Linked DNA regions of Mus musculus: all the other regions are linked to region 2. A link is a contact called in public HiChIP or PLAC-seq data. All regions are on one chromosome and are shown on one strand. Each heading gives the region's core, a stretch centred on a gene start, on an enhancer-like site or on the middle of the called end of the contact. The rest is flanking DNA. Distances are from core to core; before and after follow the strand shown.

Region 1 (2,875 bases), core at 76-2,575, 710 kb before region 2:
CAGGGTCCCGGCAAATAACAAGCCTGGAAGAAAAAAAGTTGTTGGCAGGAGTTGCAGGTAACATAAATGAGGGTTGCTGACAGATTTCAAAAGGGAGAAGAGGGATGGCCTCTTCTAGGCGTGGAATACGCAGGGCAACTATAGAGCTGTAAGAACTCCAAAAGGATTGCGGCACAGCAAAAAGCAGGGCAGAAGCCAACAGCTTCGAAGGTCTCAACAGGCCTGGGGGATGCAGCTCTTTTAAAACAAATGTCAACACTGCTACTTATTTTAATCACCTCAAGATAAAAATCAAGAAACATAAAATTGTAATCCATCCTCTGGCCTCTGTACAAAGCATGATGCATGTGCCACCCGTTCCCCCTCAAAAAATGAACCTAATAAAACACACACTGCGCTTCAAATAAAAGACTCGATGAAATAATACTTATTGCTTCGTAAAAGTAAGAATACATATTGCTACAGTAAGACAAGCCCAACTTTTCTAAATTAGTGCTCATAAATTAGGATCAAAATGAGAATTACAAGGATGAAAATACTAATGAAACGCTTAAAGGTGTCTTTATTTTGGACATGTGATACTGAGCAAATGTGAGTCATTTTAAGTGGGTTTATTTGCAAAATATGAAGACGTTATTAGGCAGGTTAGGAAAAGTCTAACTCAAGTTTAGCTCTTGAGTGTCGGTTAAAACCACCATTTGGGGCTTTTGTGACAGTGGACAGCTACACAGGGTCAACAGAATGCAGTGTCTGCTGTAAAGGAGGCAGCTTAGGTTTCTTCATACAAAACAAAGGAAAAATAGTGAAGAAAAAGAAGCTCTCAAGCAAGAAGGAATTACCATAACAGGATTCAGGCAGATGCTTAAGACACACAGCACAAGGGCTACAATGTGAAACTGCTGTGACCTTTGTGAAGCATCCCCCTGCCCAGCTTTCTAGGTACACAAGTTCTCCAAGCACCAAGATTCTCCTCTATTCCCAAGTACACGCCATTATCCCGGAGCCTGTCCTAAGCGGCTCCGAAGGCGTTGCTGGGCATGCGCATGTGCAGCCGGGTTTCGGGTCCGGACAGTGGACTCACTGTTCCCAGCTAGTCCCACCCGCCTGCTCACCTGCTTCCGGGTGATCCCGGGCCCAAGAGGGGCTCCCGCTCGGCCTCACTTCCCAGGTTCGCCATAATTCCAGCTCTCGCTAGGCGGCGCGCTGCCCACTCTCGCGACACCTGCTCCTTCTCCAGGCCCGGAGCTGTCAAAACACTCCTACGAGTGCGCTTGCGCGCCGTGAGGCCGGAAGCGGACCGGCAGCCGAAGGGAAATGTGAAGTGTGTGGGCCCTGCAGGAGGCGGTGGTGGCAAACAGAGAGAAGGCCGGAAGAGGTGGAGCAAGGCCAGAGCCGGCCTCTGGGGGCGTGTCCCGCGGACGCCACGCCCCGCCCCGAGGACGTCCTCCCTGTCAGGCTGGCTGGCAGCTCGCCTGCTGTTTTGTACCTGAGCAGATTCAGCTCTCTGCTGTCCGAGCTGAGGCGAAAGTCCGGTGCCTTAAGCGTGGAGAGCGGTGGTGGCCAGAGGCTTGGCGAGTTCCCCTTCAGGTGTGCCTCGGCGAGCGGCCTGTAAGTAACAGCCTCTGTCATCTGCTTACGTGCAAGGCGGCATGAAGGCAGCAGTGTCCTGTCCGACAGAGGGCGTTGGGGACCCCTGTGACCCAACCCTGCTGGCCATCAGCGCCTCACCTGAAAGGGACTGAGGATGAGGCTGATGGTAGGCAGCCGCTGTTATACCCCTGACTCCGCTCCTGAGAGACTTGGAAGTCGCGGCTGATGGCAGCCAGACACTGATGCCCCCGCCGGCTCCTCACTTGAGGGGACTGAAGGTCGGGTCTGAGGAGGCTACAACCTCGCTGGTTCCGGGCCCCAGAACCTCAACTTTGCAAAAAACCAGCCCCTAGGCAAAGCCTGCTTAGCTCCAACCCGCTGCTTTCAGCACCAGGAACATAAACACTCAACAGACTCAGATACTGTTGACTTCCTAGTCTCTGTCCCTGCCATTGGACTTGTCAGCTAATTGCTGCTAGAAGTCATCGTGTGTCTCCTAAAGTAATGTTTTCTTAACTATAGATAAGATTGTCATGTGATTTCATTGGATCACATCTCTCCTAGGACACGGGTAAAGCAGATACTTATCTATCTGATCAAGACCGGAGGTCGAGATAAGTTACCCGGAATCTCTCAGAGTTGGGGCCCAGTCTCAATTCTTGAACTCCTTGAACGCTTAGCGTTTGTCCTGCCTCAGGAGCTCTCTGTTGTGTGGTATTCCCATCTCCTCTCCTTTGATCTTTCATTTGTGATCATCTCATGTGCAGCCAATCAGGCATACCCTACTAGAGAACTGTTAAACTTGAAATGTCTTCTGTTAATTATCTTTGAATCCAATCCTGATTATTAGATACTTCATTGTATTCAGTCCTGCACATTTATCTATAGTAACAGAAACAAGGAGATTCTCGTTATTGGTTCCAAGACTACAGATGGGTAGAAAATAAAGTCCTTTTTTTTAACCTCAATATTCTTCCTGTGTTATGGTTGTCATTTCTAATCCCTGGACAGTTGCACAATTTGTGACTCATATGTAATAGAGGAAGAAAAATTTAACTAGCATTCCATCAAGTACAATTTGGTATATGTTGAAAGAAATTTTATTCTTATTCGGGTCCTCATTTCATCCCTACAATGGTTTTCTAAAGAGGAGAGAGATTGACTCAAGTAGACAAAGAAGTGAAAGGCAGAGAGAATAGGAAGATGGCAGAGGGCTACAGAGCTAACCAACAGTAGCTTGAATTCAAGAAACAGGACTCCTCTAACAACAAAACCTGTGCTGTTT
Region 2 (2,700 bases), core at 200-2,699:
AGAAAGAAAATGGGCTCAAACTCGGTCCGGTCCGGGACAGAGTGTTTTTTTGTGTGATGTAATTTACAGCTCCTTCTGGGAAGCCAGGGTTACCTGCCCGGCTGACGGACTAGCTTAATAATCTTCAACCAGATGTTTTCTTTCCTTATCTTTCTTGTGTCCATTATCAATCATGTGAGCCAAACATTCTTTTTTTCTTATAAAATTTCTCAACTAAAATTACTCACTCCTTCTTTAGATTCTTTCCCAAATGCCACACTGGTCATGTGTGAGGCTTGGGCAAACAATCAGCAGGGAGAGGTAGGGAAGGAAACAGAAGAATGTCCGTGTTGTGGAAGTCAGGTGACTACATTTCAAGAAAGGGGGGAACGAACCAGGGAGATGCTTCAGCAGATAAAAGCACTTTCTGCCAAGTCAGGCCCCGCGTGATAAAGGAAAGAACCAACTTCAGCACATTGTCCTCTGACCGCCACGTGCCTGCTGTGGCACATGCGCACTCTGTCTGGAAAAAGAATAAATAATAATAAAAATTATTTTTTTAAGAACTACATAGCATAGACAGCAAAATTAAATCTAAAAAGATAGGCACGAGTATGACTGAACAACAGTATCAAATTTGGTGAGATCCAACAATCTAAGGATAAGAGGCTGTCCCAGCCTTTACCTAGAAGAATGTTGTATTGGCTGGGACAATGTGTGCCAACTTCTAACACATGCTAGAATGATCACAGAAGAAGGAGCATCCGTTGAGGAAATGTAGCCCTGAAATCCAGCTATAAGGCGTTTTCCTTTCTCTTTCTCCTTCTTTTCTTTTCATTTTTTTTTGGTTTTTCAAGACAGGCATTTTCTCAGTTAGTGGTCCATGGGGGCGGGCCCAGCCTACTTGCGGGTGGAAGGCTGAGCGAGCAAGTCGCTACTACGTAGTACTTCTTCTCTCCATGGCCTCTGCTTCTGCTCCTGCCCTGTTTGAGTTCTTGTCCTGACTTCCTTTGATGGACAAACAGTATTTTGGTCTTGTAAACCAAATAAATCCTGTCCTCACCAACTTGTTTTTTATTTATTTTTATTTTTGGGCGCGCGCGCGCGCGGAGGGGGGGGGGTTCATGGAGTTTTGTCGCAGCAGTAGTAACCCTAAGTGAGCTCAGTCTTATTATCTGTCTGCGGGTGACCCACTGGTCTTTCAAAAAGTGTGGGTGTACGCAAAATGGAGAGAGGAGAACTTCTGGAGCCGTTCTGCTCCACGTCGTCGTGTTCAAAAGTATCCGGAAGCAGTCGGTGGCCAGCCAGCCAGGCCAGGCGCCAGCCGGGCGGGGGTAAAGGCAGGCTGGGAGGGGCGTCAGAGCCTGGGGGTGGGCGGGTGGGTGCTGTGGCGTGTGGAAAGGTCGGCTCCTCCCACCGTGACGTGATGCCCAAGACCAGACTAAAGAGCCTGCCCGGAAGATCACCTGCTCTTTGGGTTCTAGAAGGCAGAAGACATCCTTGTCCGCTCGCCTGCTACCTCTGAGGAAACTCGGGGCTCTACTCAAAGTGCTGAGGTAGGTGGTCCACCTTGGAGATAGGTCTCGGGGAGAAGGGGGACACTGGTGAGGGAAGGGCAGAGGCTTCCAGGATTAGTTGAGGTAGGGGGGATAATATCCTGGAACCAGTGAGCGTAAATCTCAAGCCGGTCCGCCCTGGTCTGGGCTTTCCTTCCCGCCCTTTTTTTGCCTTCCTTTCCCTTGGCGCCCACCATTTTGAGACCAGATCTTTGGTAGTCCAAGCTGGAGGGAAAAAGCATTGACGTTGGGATGGATTGGAGCTTCGGTGGCCCTGAGCACTGGGATTGCAGGCGTGAGTTTACGGGACTGGTCTGCGGGACTGGTCTGCGCCATGCGATGGCTTTGGGGCCTGTTAGGCAAGCACCCTACCAAGTGGGCTACACCCCTGTCCCATGCTTCTCTAGCTCTGCTTCCACTCCAGATTCAGCCATCTTGGAACTACCCCAAAAGACTCCGTCAGGAAAGCCATAACGCTTAGCGGCTCATTCTGCTGAATCTAGCCCTGGATTCTTAATTCTTTCAAATTATTTCATTCCTCCGCTTCCCACAACCTGTTAATCTCTGCGGTAACTTCGAACCTAGGACCTGAAGCCCAGCTCTTGATCCAATACCCTTCCTCTCCCGTCCTGTGTATTTTCTGTGTATCTTGGATGTCTAGAGGTCTAGGTTGGAGTCATGTGGGGACCTTTCTGCAGAAGAATGGAGGCCTGTAAAGAGCCTGGTTTATCCATCTCACTTGTCCTTAGCTTAGAAGTCAGTATCTTTCAAACACGGGAAAGAATTTGAATTCTGGAAGTTCTGGGCGTCTTCCCTCAAGATGGCTCAGGAAGGCAAGCACGTGCGTGATGGAGCTCCCCTGCCCCCCTCCCTCGCTCCCCCCTCCCTCGCTCCCCCTCCCCTCCCCCCTCCCTCGCTCCCCCTCCCCTCCCCCCTCCCTCCCCCCTCCCTCCCTCTTCCTCCTCCCTCTCTCTCTCCCTCACTTTCCCCTCCCCCTTCACCTCCCGCCTCTCTCTTAAACACACACACACACACACACACACACACACACACACACACACACCACCCCAGAAAAAAGTGAGTGAATTGTGTGGCCGTCATACCAAGACTTGGGATCCTTCGCTTCACAAACATTCAAGTAAGTGGTGGACCTAGCTATCCTCAA
Region 3 (2,848 bases), core at 246-2,745, 660 kb before region 2:
CATGTGACTAACAGGGAGCTCTAGCCTGGCAGAGCCTGTACATCAGAAGCACAAAATTACAGTAAGTAAAAATAACTTCAGGGTCCCGGCAAATAACAAGCCTGGAAGAAAAAAAGTTGTTGGCAGGAGTTGCAGGTAACATAAATGAGGGTTGCTGACAGATTTCAAAAGGGAGAAGAGGGATGGTCTCTTCTAGGCGTGGAATAGGCAGGACAACTACAGAGCTTAAGAACTCCAAAAGGATGGCTGCACAGCAAAAAGCAGGGCAGAAGCCAACAGCTTCGAAGGTCTCAACAGGCCTGGGGGATGCAGCTCTTTTAAAACAAATGTCAACACTGCTACTCATTTTAATCACCTCAAGATAAAATCAAGAAACATAAAATTGTAATCCATCCTCTGGCCTCTGTACAAACCATGATGCATGTGCCACCTGTTCCCCCTCAAAAGATGAACCTAATAAAACACACACTGCGCTTCAAACAAAAGACTCGATGAAATAATACTTACTGCTTCGTAAAGGTAAAAATACATATTGCTACAGTAAGACAAGCCCAACTTTTCTAAATTAGTGCTCATGAATAAGGATCAAAATGAGAATTACAAGGATGAAAATACTAATGAAACGCTTAAAGGTGTGTTTATTTTGGACCTGTGATACTGAGCAAAGTGTGAGTCATTTTAAGTGGGTTTATTTGCAAAATATGAAGAAGTTATTAGGTTAGGAAAAGTCTAACTCAAGTTTAGCTCTTGAGTGTCGGTTAAAACCACCATTTGGGGCTTTTGTGACAGTGGACAGCTACACAGGGTCAACAGAATGCAGTGTCTGCTGTAAAAGAGGCAGCTTAGGTTTTTTCATACAAAACAGGAAAAATAGTGAAGAAAAAGAAATTCTCAAGGAGGAAGGAATTACCATAACAGGATTCAGGCAGATGCTTAAGACACACAGCACAAGGGCTACAATGTGAAACTGCTGTGACCTTTGTGAAGCATCCCCCTGCCCAGCTTTGTTAGGTACACAAGTTCTCCAAGCACCAAGATTCTCCTCTATTCCCAAGTACACGCGATTATCCCGGAGCCTGTCCTAAGCAGCTCCGAAGGCGTTGCTGGGCATGCGCATGTGCAGCCGGGTTTCGGGTCCGGACAGTGGACTCACTGTTCCCAGCTAGTCCCACCCGCCTGCTCACCTGCTTTCCGGTGATCCCGGGCCCAAGAGGGGCTCCCGCTCAGCCTCACTTCCCAGGTTCGCCATAATTCCAGCTCTCGCTAGGCGGCGCGCTGCCCACTCTCGCGACACCTGCTCCTTCTCCAGGCCCGGAGCTGTCAAAACACTCCTATGAGTGCGCGTGCGCGCCGCGAGGCCGGAAGCGGACCGGCAGCCTAAGGGAAGTGTGAAGCGTGTGGGCCCTGCAGGAGGCGGTGGTGGCAAACAGAGAGCAGGCCGGAAGAGGTGGAGCAAGGCCAGAGCCGGCCTCTGGGGGCGTGTCCCGCGGACGCCACGCCCCGCCCCGAGGACGTCCTCCCTGTCAGGCTGGCTGGCAGCTCGCCTGCTGTTTTGTACCTGAGCAGATTCAGCTCTCTGCTGTCCGAGCTGAGGCGAAAGTCCGGTGCCTTAAGCGTGGAGAGCGGTGGTGGCCAGAGGCTTGGCGAGTTCCCCTTCAGGTGTGCCTCGGCGAGCGGCCTGTAAGTAACAGCCTCTGTCGTCTGCGTACGTGCAAGGCGACAGGAAGGCAGCGGTTCCCTGGTTCGAGGGAGGGCGTTGGGGACCCCTGTGGCCCAACCCTGCTGGCCATCAGCGCCTCACCTGAAAGGGACTGAGGATGAGGCTGATGGTAGGCAGCCGCTGTTATACCCCTGACTCCGCTCCTAAGAGACTTGGGGGTCGCGGCTGATGGCAGCCAGACACTGATGCCCCCACCGGCTCCTCACTTGAGGGGACTGAAGGTCGGGTCTGAGGAGGCTACAACCTCGCTGGTTCCGGGCCCCAGAACCTTAACTTTGCAAAAAGCCAGCCCCTAGGCAAAGCCTGCTTAGCTCCAACCCGCTGCTTTCAGCACCAGGAACATAAACACTCAACAGACTCAGATACTGTTGACTTCCTAGTCTCTGTCCCTGCCATTGGACTTGTCAGCTAATTGCTGCTAGAAGTCATCGTGTGTCTCCTAAAGTAATGTTTTCTTAACTCTAGATAAGATTGTCATGTGATTTCATTGGATCACATCTCTCCTAGGACACGGGTAAAGCAGATACTTATCTATCTGATCAAGACCTGAGGTCGAGATAAGTTACCTGGAATCTCTCAGAGTTGGGACCCAGTCTCAATTCTTGAACTCCTTGAGCGCTTAGCATTTGTCCTGCCTCAGGAGCTCTCTGTTGTGTGGTATTCCCATCTGCTCTCCTTTGATCTTTCATTTGTGATCATCTCATGTGCAGCCAATCAGGCATATTCTACTAGAGAACTGTTAAACTTGAAATGTCTTCTGTTAATTATCTTTGAATCCAATCCTGATTATTAGATACTTCATTGTATTCAGTCCTGCACATATATCTATAGTAACAGAAACAAGGAGATTCTCGTTATTGGTTCCAAGACTAAAGATGGGTAGAAAATAAAGTCCTTTTTTTAACCTCGATATTCTTCCTATGTTATGGTTGTCATTTCTAATCCCTGGACAGTGACACAATTTGAGACTCTTATATAATAGAGGAAGAAAATTTTAACTAGCATTCCATCAAGTAGAATGTGGTGTATGTTGAAAGAAATCTTATTCTTATTCAGGCCCTCTTTCATCCCTACAATGGTTTTCTAAAGAGGAGAGAGATTGACTCAAGTAGACAAAGAAGTGAAAGG

The links. HiChIP or PLAC-seq counts read pairs in DNA pulled down with a chosen protein or histone mark.
Region 1: an H3K4me3 HiChIP or PLAC-seq map of stem cell-derived neural progenitor cells shows a contact between it and region 2, with 4 times the contacts expected there. The contact joins the promoter of Mfsd8 here to the promoter of Jade1 in region 2. A contact is called at or near these places in 1 of 39 promoter capture datasets (erythroid cells), 4 of 115 datasets of contacts at active chromatin or transcription factors (astrocytes, pancreatic cancer cells, pro-B cells and 1 more) and 1 of 9 other capture datasets (liver).
Region 3: a contact with region 2 is called in an H3K4me3 HiChIP or PLAC-seq map of embryonic stem cells, with 8 times the contacts expected there. The contact joins the promoter of Abhd18 here to the promoter of Jade1 in region 2. A contact is called at or near these places in 2 of 39 promoter capture datasets (cranial neural crest and frontonasal cranial neural crest), 7 of 115 datasets of contacts at active chromatin or transcription factors (astrocytes, embryonic stem cells, epiblast stem cells and 3 more) and 1 of 9 other capture datasets (adipose tissue).

The regions. Positions count from the first base shown.
Region 1 is chr3:40,845,529-40,848,403 of GRCm38.p6, forward strand. It overlaps Mfsd8 (major facilitator superfamily domain containing 8), which reads right to left and starts at 1,326. Exons shown (of 12, transcript NM_028140.5): 1 at 1,113-1,326. The coding sequence starts at 1,177. It also overlaps the pseudogene Gm2011.
Region 2 is chr3:41,554,285-41,556,984 of GRCm38.p6, forward strand. It overlaps Jade1 (jade family PHD finger 1), which reads left to right and starts at 1,450. Exons shown (of 11, transcript NM_001130184.1): 1 at 1,450-1,535.
Region 3 is chr3:40,892,764-40,895,611 of GRCm38.p6, forward strand. It overlaps Abhd18 (abhydrolase domain containing 18), which reads left to right and starts at 1,496. Exons shown (of 13, transcript NM_026622.4): 1 at 1,496-1,680. 6430590A07Rik (RIKEN cDNA 6430590A07 gene) reads right to left here and starts at 1,341. Exons shown (of 3, transcript NR_166482.1): 1 at 1,185-1,341.